Regions from separate parts of the Mus musculus genome. Here region 1 is linked to region 2. A link is a contact called in public HiChIP or PLAC-seq data. All regions are on one chromosome and are shown on one strand. Each heading gives the region's core, a stretch centred on a gene start, on an enhancer-like site or on the middle of the called end of the contact. The rest is flanking DNA. Distances are from core to core; before and after follow the strand shown.

What was found. HiChIP or PLAC-seq counts read pairs in DNA pulled down with a chosen protein or histone mark.
Region 1: an H3K4me3 HiChIP or PLAC-seq map of embryonic stem cells shows a contact between it and region 2, with 30 read pairs. The contact joins the promoter of Bhlhe23 here to the promoter of Gid8 in region 2. A contact is called at or near these places in 3 of 39 promoter capture datasets (the SN4741 cell line, cranial neural crest and macrophages), 3 of 484 Hi-C or Micro-C datasets (embryonic stem cells and stem cell-derived neural progenitor cells), 7 of 115 datasets of contacts at active chromatin or transcription factors (embryonic forebrain, embryonic stem cells, forebrain and 2 more) and 3 of 9 other capture datasets (adipose tissue, liver and pancreatic islet).

Annotation. Positions count from the first base shown.
Region 1 is chr2:180,774,674-180,779,122 of GRCm38.p6, forward strand. It overlaps Bhlhe23 (basic helix-loop-helix family, member e23), which reads right to left and starts at 2,227. Exons shown (of 1, transcript NM_080641.5): 1 at 1-2,227. The coding sequence starts at 2,070. The coding sequence ends at 1,399.
Region 2 is chr2:180,707,173-180,711,484 of GRCm38.p6, forward strand. Gid8 (GID complex subunit 8) reads left to right here and starts at 3,054. Exons shown (of 5, transcript NM_001289652.1): 1 at 3,054-3,178. It also overlaps a transcript of Dido1 not described here.

The sequences.
Region 1 (4,449 bases), core at 977-3,476, 67 kb after region 2:
TAATCATATTTTTAAAAAAATAAGTTTTAAGTACTTTATTCTGCACACTACCCCTCGTCTAAATATAAATAAAAGACTTTGAAAAATAATAGTGGGTAATGACCCCAGAGCTAACAACACTTGAGTTTCCAGTTTTCCCTGTTCATCTTAAGCGAACTTGAAAAACAGTCTGTTTTGAAATGTGCAAAATAGATTATTTTAGGGGAGGGGAAAGACACTTAAGAAATAAAAAATAGAAATTAGCAGAAACCAGTATTAAGCATACGTCTTTATGAATAAGACTTAATCACACACGTCATTTTGCAAATACAAAAGGGCCTTTTCCAATGCGTTAATTCAAGTTAAGCGCTATAGACAGGCGCTTTGCTGAGCAGTGGCCCTCTCCCGATTTGCTTTGCATCAATGAAAGCCAAGAAAACTGGGTAAATGGAGGCGGAAGCTGCTGATGGCCACAGAGGAAAACCAGGCAACATCTGAGACGCGCGGGCTAAGGCTCAGACTAGGTACAGTGGCAGGATTCTGGGCTGTGGTCCGATTTGGGGAGCGACCAGTTCCCATTCAGTCCAACACCTCACCGGGTACTCACCGGTAGCCCGGCTTCCTCCAGAAGTTCCCGAACTGGCGCAGAGGGGACTTGGTTGGTCCTGGAGCTAGACTAGACTCTTCGGCTGACCCTCCAGGGTCAAGTAGCCCTGAGCAGGTTGTGAGGGCTCCACCAGTCCCCTTGGGACAAGTAGAAAGAAGTGAAACCCAGCTCAGCCCACAGGAGGCCGGCGGTGGCGCTCCAGGCTTATTTAGAGATGTTTCCACAGACTTTTGAGGCTGGCTTGAATTTCCTGAGCCTCTGGGCAGGCAAGAATGTTAACAGAACAAGCTCAGACTTGGAAAACGTTGTAAAGCTCACCTCCTGGGATCTTCCTGCGTCTGCCTCCACGACCTCTCCAAAGGACCTCGGCGTAATTTTGCTTTTAGGCCGGGTCTGGAGTCTTGGAGCCAACAGAGGCCCGAGGTGAGGGGCCGCACCCGTCCTGAGGAACAGGTCTAGTTGAAGCAAGCAAGGCCCTGCAAGTTGGCTTAGAAGGGGCTGGGTTCCCCATCCAACGCTAGGATGTGGTCAAGCGCGATGCTCTGTGCCTGCGCTCCTGAGCCTTGGGCAGTCACCTGTCAGATGTGGGACCATTCACTAACTGCTCACTCCCGTAGCCTTTTAGCTGAGATAGTTCAGTGGATGCGGCAGGGTCTAGAGTCCAGCGCCAACTCTCTGGCTTTCTCAGACGGACTTCTCATTCTGCACCCAACAGTTCTGTAAGCGGAGTACTGGGCTTTCTCATAGAGTCCCGCCAGCGAGGACAGGGAACAGTCTAAATAGAAAGGCGGCTGCAGAGGGGATCGGAGCCCTCAGGGCTTCTCGCCGCAGTGTTTGCAAAGCGCCGAGGGCGATCCTGAGAAGGTGGCACACTTGTCTGGGCAGGGCCCGAGCGCGGTGCCCGCCGAGAACGGGTAAATCGCTGCCTGGCCAAAGGGCGTTAGAGGCGCGGCGGCCACCGGCGCCGCGAGGCCCTGGCCTTGGTTGAGGTATGCTACCAAGCGCCGCATCTCCTCCAGGGCCTGCGCCTGCATGAGGATGTAGTTTTTGGCCAGCAGAAGTGTGGCTATCTTGGAGAGCTTGCGCACCGACGGGCTGTGCGCGTAGGGGATGACTGCGCGCAGTCCGTCCAGCGCGTCGTTCAGGTCATGCATGCGTCGCCGTTCGCGCGCGTTGATGCTGAGCCTCAGCGAGCGCTGCTCCCGGGGCCGCCGCCGTGCGTCAACCGCAACCCCGGACCCTCGCCGCCGCCGCCGCCTCTCGAAGGCTTCGTCCTCGTCGCCGCTCTGCTCGCCGCTGCTCTCCACCGTCGCGGCGGGGACACGAGAAGCGGGAGCCGCCGGGAGGTCGCCACCCGGACCCGATGCACCGAAGCCGCGTGTGGTCTCCGGTCCGCGCGCTGCAGCGTAGGCGTGGCCGGTCGCCGTGTAGCTGTGGCTCAGCGCCAGGTACGAGTCCCCCGACAGCGACTTGAGCTCGGCCATGACCTCTGGAGCCCGCTACGGCAGTATGGCTTCTTGCCCTGCGGGCGCGTCCACCTGTCCAGCTGTCTGTCAGTCCCCGGGCCTGCGCGTGGCCTCTCCGGCCGGCCACCCTTCCTGCGCCTTCTCACCAAGGCGCGTGGCCGGCCGGGGCCGCTCTACCTCCCACTCGTATTGGCTTCGTTTTTAAGCTGCTGAGGCTCCCGATGGGACTTCACGCCGTCCAATCAGAGGGGACCTGCTGCCGGCATCTTCCCAGCCCCGCTCCACCCTCTATGCGGACCCACGGGCCTGAAGATGGGAGCCGCGGAACCTGAGGGCGCTTTGCCTGCTTCTTGGCCCCTCAACTGCCATTTCTTGTTTCCTACGGGGTCACTTTCCCAAAGCTCCAGTCTTGCCTTGTTCTGAGACCCCATCCGCAGGAGCTGCGCGCTGAGCGGGAGCTCCCAGCTGGGTTCTCCTCCAGGTCTCCGTATCCTTGCGAGTTGAACCAAATCAAATCATCTTCCTGTAGGCGGCAGGTCGTCGGTCCCTTCTGTCTGTCGCCTCAACACAAAGTTCTCCTGACAGGTGTATTCCAGTGTGGCTCCCGCGTTTGGGATGAAACCTTTTGCTTAGGACAGACAGACGTTTCCCTCGACTTCTGAGGTGAAGGATTCCCAGTCTTGTCCTGGGGGGAAGAGTATGATGGATTTTCTGTTTTGGCTGGGGAGTGAGGGCTGAGCAGAGGTCGCTGTAGAAGTGTCCAGGTTCCTTCTTGTAAGTGAGGAACTGGGGTTGACTTCACCTGCCCAGGCTTCAGTCTCAGCCCAGACCCCTCCCCACACAACAGATAATCTAGAGCCTGGTGCTTCCTGTGCTCCGGCTGGTCCTGAGTGTCTGGTTCCTATGTTGTTACACACTCAGGAGCAGGGGCTGTGCTAGGGGCTGGCTCATCTTTCCTAGTATGGGAGCCACGAAGCCAAAGTCTCTGCCTTATTGGAGACTCAAACTCTCTGAGGTTAGGAAAGGCAGAGCAGGTTGAGTTTCTGGTACCACCTAGTGCTGAAGGCTCCCTTTCTACCTAAAGAACATGAGGAGCTGCAGGCTGCAGGCTGGCCCTTCATATTTGTCAACTAAAGCCCCAAACATGAAGGCTGCTGAGGGGCTTGGTGCTTTTTGAGAAGTCCTCCAAGGTATGAACTTGTTAGGGCTCTGTGGTTTCAGCAAGAGGTCGATTCTCTTCAATATGGTAAGAGATGGGGTCTCCCTGGCTTCCAACTCTGTTCTGAGTTTCACCAGAAAAAGAAATTATTCAGTTGTTGGGCACTCTCTAAGAGCGCATAGATGCTAGAGGCACACTTGTGAAGTGAGTGTCGGTGAGAGCCATGTGTTTTCTGGAAGGTTCCAGGAACTCTATGTCATCACCAGTATGCAAGAACACAGATACAAACACATATGTGCTTAAGGAACATCAGACTTTGCTCTGGGCCTGGAAAAGAAAGAAACCAGACAACATCTTCTTGACTGCCAGAACTAGTTCACCATGTGGCCAGCTACACTGTGGAGGGCAGGTATCACCTAGAAGGACATCCTGGCCCAAAGAATGAGGTGCTTCTAAGAGTCCTTTTCCAAGTACTTGTCCCTGGGCTGATGGTGGTATGGGTGGGAGTTGGCAGTCCTGAGGCTATGGATCACTTCAGGCAACAAGAGACAAGATCTACAAGAGGAATAATGGGGCCATTGGGATGCAAAGATGGAAAGGCACACAGTAGTAGCACAAGCCCCTGAAGCTGTTCAGGGGAGTCTGTCTCCTTGGATGACAGGGAGGTTGGCCTCCAGAATGACATCCCAAGAGAGTAGTTTTGAAGCTGCCCCTGTGGCAGCAACTGCATAGATTGGAAGGGGAGGACAGCATTGCACTTGTCTGCTCCAGTCCAGTAGAGCTTCCAGAGCCTGACCAAAGCAGTGTGGGAGGCTAGGAAGAGAGCGCTGTTTGCACGGATCCAGGTCTCAGCCTGTGGGTGGAGGACGGCTCCTGTGGCCATGCTGAATGGGAGGCTCTTGGGTGATGTGGAGTGGATATTGTTATGAGTGGGGTGTCAGCAGGGTGCACTAAACTCTAGGCCATGGCCATGGATGTGGTGGGTCTTCAAGCTTTGCTTTAACAATGACTGCTATTGATTTGCATTAAAGATACAACCTGGGTCTATGAGGGATAGACTCTGAGCTTTCTAAACTGCCCAGCCAGGAGAGTAGATGTCCTCCAGTTAGAAGACTAATGTTAGTTGTCTGACAGAATCTATAATCACCTGGGAGGTATAGCTGAGTATTTCTGTAGGAGACATCTTGGTCATGACGGTAGGCTGAGAAGGCAGGTCTACTGTGCCCTGGGGTGGGATC
Region 2 (4,312 bases), core at 1,804-4,303:
CACAAGCACTTGGCATTCACTGTGCATAATAAGCCTGGAATCACACCACAAAGTAGAGCAGGAGACCCTAAACTCACTGTCACTCCTGCCTACACATAAAGGTGCAGCCAGCATACACAAGGGAGACCTTGTCTTTCAAAAAATAAATATTCCAGGCTGGACTGGCTCATACCATTTACTCTCCTTTGAGAAATGTTGGAGTTTAGTTTTCAGCATTAATACAGAAGTGAGAGGGCTCCAAGCCACTTACAAACTCTGTTCTGGGGTTCTGACATCCTCTTCTGGTCCCCAGACCCACATTCAAATACACAAAAAATAAATCTTAGAAAAGAATTCAGAATTTTTTTTTTTGACAGAGGGTATCTCTTTGTAGGCTTAGCAGACCTGGAACTATATAGATCAGGTTATCCTTGAACTCAAATACTTAGACTAAAGTCCTGTGCCACCTCATCCAGCCAAAAAAAATTCTTTTTAAAAAAGATTTGTCAGGCATGGTGGCACACACCTTTAATCCAGGCAGAGGCAGAAGGATCTCTGTGACTTAAAGGCTAGCCTGGTCTACATAGCAAGTTCCAGGACAGCCAGAGCTACATAGTGAGACCCTGTCACAAAACAAAACAACAACAAAAAAACCCCAAAGATTTATTTTTATTCATGTGTACATAAGTGCCCAAAGGCCAGAGATATCAGATCTCCAGAAACTGGAGTTACAGGTGGCTGTGAGCTGCCTGACTTCAGTGCTGGAAACTTAAAGCTCTGAGCCATCTTTTCTCCAGCCCCAAGGCTAACACTTAATGTAATGTAAAAATAAGCAAGCATATGCATCCTATTAGAATGAAAATTTGCTTTTGTCCTTAAAGGTAAAATTGTATTTATAGGAGAAGGCTGTTATGAAATTATCAGTTAATATTTGATTTGTATTTTATACATCCATATAACCAGAATAGCACGAAAAAAATCCTTATGCTGGGGCTGGAGAGATGGCTCAGGGGTTAAGAGCACTGACTGCTCTTCCAGAGGTCCCAAGTTCAATTCCCAGCAACCACATGGTGGCTCACAACCATCTGTAATGAGATCTGATGTCCTCTTCTGGTGTGTCTAAAGACAGCTACAGTGTACTCACAAACATAAAATAAAACTTAAAAAAAAAATCCTTATGCATAAAGTGGTTGTAGGTGGAAAGTTTAAGAATCCCTAGTTTACAAGATCACTTGAACTGGGCATGGTAGGGCACACAGCCCTGTCTGACCTGGAACGCACAGAGATCCACTTGCCTCTAGGTATGCCACCATGAGCAGCCTATGAGGCACACTACTAACATCCAAGCTACCTACACAGAGAAACATTATCTGGAAAATTCAAAAAATAAAAATTATCACCTGAGCAAAAGGAAAAGACAAAACTTGCTGGTATTTAGTGGAACTTCCCAGGGAAGCCCAAGCAGTGGAGGGGAGCATTTCACAGCCCAAAGAGAACAACAGGAGTCCGGGTGCAATCAACTGGCAAAAAAATGCCTTACATGAAATGAAGGTCAGGGTGTAGGAGAAATAGTACTGGGAGGACATATGTGACAATGTCATGCAAGCAGCAAAGATGAGCTCAAAGTCAAGCAGCTGAAGAACCCTCAACAGGAGCTAGTTTGTAGAAAAGACTAGGGGACTAGCAGATTGCTCATCCACCATCCACAGAGGCATTAACATTCTGAGTTAACCCTCTTCTCTCCTCATGATACCAGCCTCTTCCCTTGCACAAGTTTGAGTTGATAATCCAACTTTACCCAGAGTTAAAGTAAGTGCTACAAAGTTTGTCGATACCAACCTGGATAGCTTCGGGTAGAGCTATGGAGTTAAGAGACTGCCACTGTGGTCATTGTGTCTGACAGATCTGCTAAACTGGTCTTATTTTCAGTGACTCAATGAGAAGTTGCTTTCCCTGGACAGTTCATCTTTAAACAAGCACACCCAAACATCTCAGGGCGGACGGACCAACATTCCTTCCAGAAGCATTCCAGAATTTCTTTACATTACAATGACTGAATTTGCATTCACCTCCGGTAGACAATGGACACATAAATATGCAAATACCCATTTAACCGTTCCTATCCGGCAGTGTTAAAGAGCCTCCAACTTCCCCCATCCCTTACCGGAATATCTAACCCATAACAAGGCATTGGGTAAACAGGATTCGGGGTTGGGAGGAATAGGGGTCCCTTCTCCGGCGGCAGAAATCCCCTCCGCCGAAGTTCAGAGCTGGGTCCACACCATACGCCGCTAAGAAAAAAGACACTCACTGTGAGCGCCCAGAAGTAGGGAGTACCCTCGGCGGAGGGGTCCCCACTGTGAGCACTTCTGAAGCATGGATCCGCTCTGCTTCGATGATTGCCTTAGAAGTAGGGATTAACTTCGTGCATGTCCCTGAGAACCCCAGCACTAGGGAGTCACCTTTATTAGTGCCCAGAAACGAGGGAACAACAGTCTCCGCAGTCCGCTCTCCAGCGTGGCCACAAAGATCGCTCTAGGCAGGGCCGTTCTGACGCTGATCAGGCCTCGATTACAACGTTCCCGGAATAAATCCTAGGAGCTCGCTCACATCCGGAGGCCTTGTCTTTGGGACTAGAGCCTGGCGGACTACAAGCCGGGGAATGCCCTCCTCATCTCGCGCACTCCGGTGTTCACACACACCTATTACTCGCCCCACCCCCACTTCACACACACAAAAACAAGAAAAGAGCTGGGACCTTCGTTTCGAACTCAGTCTACACGTCTCCATCCCCGCGCTAGCACTCAGTACGCGAATGCCCCCGCAGCAGCCATCTTGCGCAAAAGCGATGCGAGCCTTTTGACTCTCGCGCCAACCCGTAGAGCCAGAGCCCTGCCGAAGAGTTCTGCGCAAAAACGGAAGTTGAGACCCTGGTTTCCGGCGACCGCCCGGGCGGTCGATTCGCGAGAGGATTCCATTGGTTGCCAGTTCGCATCTCGAAATCTTACGATCTCGCGAGAGGTGTCTGAGGGGCCGACGCCGGTGTAGCTACCTCCGCTCCGCGCCCCGCCCCCGCCCCCGCCGCCGCCGCCGCCTCCGCCTCCTCTATCTCCGCAGTCTCTGCCGCCCCTCCCCGGCCCCGGGAGCGGCCGCGGAGCCGCCACCCAGACACTGTCGCACGGGAGGCGGGATCCGCACGGTAAGATGGCCGCAGCGGGCCCTGACGGCCGTGCCGAGCGTCTCCGCGGGGCTCCGGGGTGGACCGAGGCGCGGAGGTCAGAGGTCGGGGGTCTGTGCCCGACAGGCTGCCCTGCCCAGGGTATCCGAAGCCCAAGGCAAGAGCGGGGATCGGGGCGGTCAGTTCTGCCCTCCACGGCCGGGCCCCGGAGCGGGAGGACTGGAGGCCGCGCTGTTAGTCCGGGTGCTGCCGGGACCCGAATAGTTACTGCAAATGTTCGCACGTCTCTGCCATTAAAGGCGCGGTGAAGGGGACAGCGGAAAGGTGAAGACGCAGCTACTGCGCTAAAAGTCATCCTCGGGGCTTAGGCTGCATCCCCGGCGACTGTGTAACCGCTGAATTTTGGGACCTCTGAGTCCTACAGAAACACTGCCCCCGTCTCTGTCCTTAGCCTTGCTTGATAACCTTTCCCGGCGCCGAGTGGAAATCGAGAGGCAAGGACCTTCTTGGGGAACATTTTTCCAACACTGATCTTTACCTTACTTCTGAATAAAAGTCGAATCGGTGAATTCTGCTGTCATCCTGTGGCATGGAGCGGCATCAACCCGGTTTAGTTTCACTTCCCGCCTCCTCCATACTACTACTACCTTTTGGGCTGCTGGGATCTTCAAGTCCGCCAGAACTAGAAATCCTGGCATGCCCCAAATTCGAAGTCTCTATAGCATTCACTGCGCAAACTCTCCACAAATGGGCTTTGGAATCGTAATGTTTTTTTAAACTTAATATCTTTTTAAAAGACTCTTGTTTAAATATCTTTCCCACAGTATGTGTATATGCGTGTTTCCCAAATTACTGTTTTTAGCGTGGGTCCCCATGACCTGTAATCCAGAGGCCTACCACACCTAACTGCCAGAGTCCTCTGCACCAGACTTGCCCTGCTCCTCCAACCTGTTTTACTTGCATCTCTCCCACGTTGCCATGCTCTCATTTCTAAGGCCTGACACTTGACATGGCAGTCTGTCCGTGCTTCTTTCTTTTCTCTTGTCCCTTCATATTCAGTCCAGCAACAGCTGCCATTAGTTAATTTGGAGGTCAAAGCTTGATCTTGGCTTCTCTTCTGATGTCCACTATACCAGCAGTAGGATATCTCTTTGT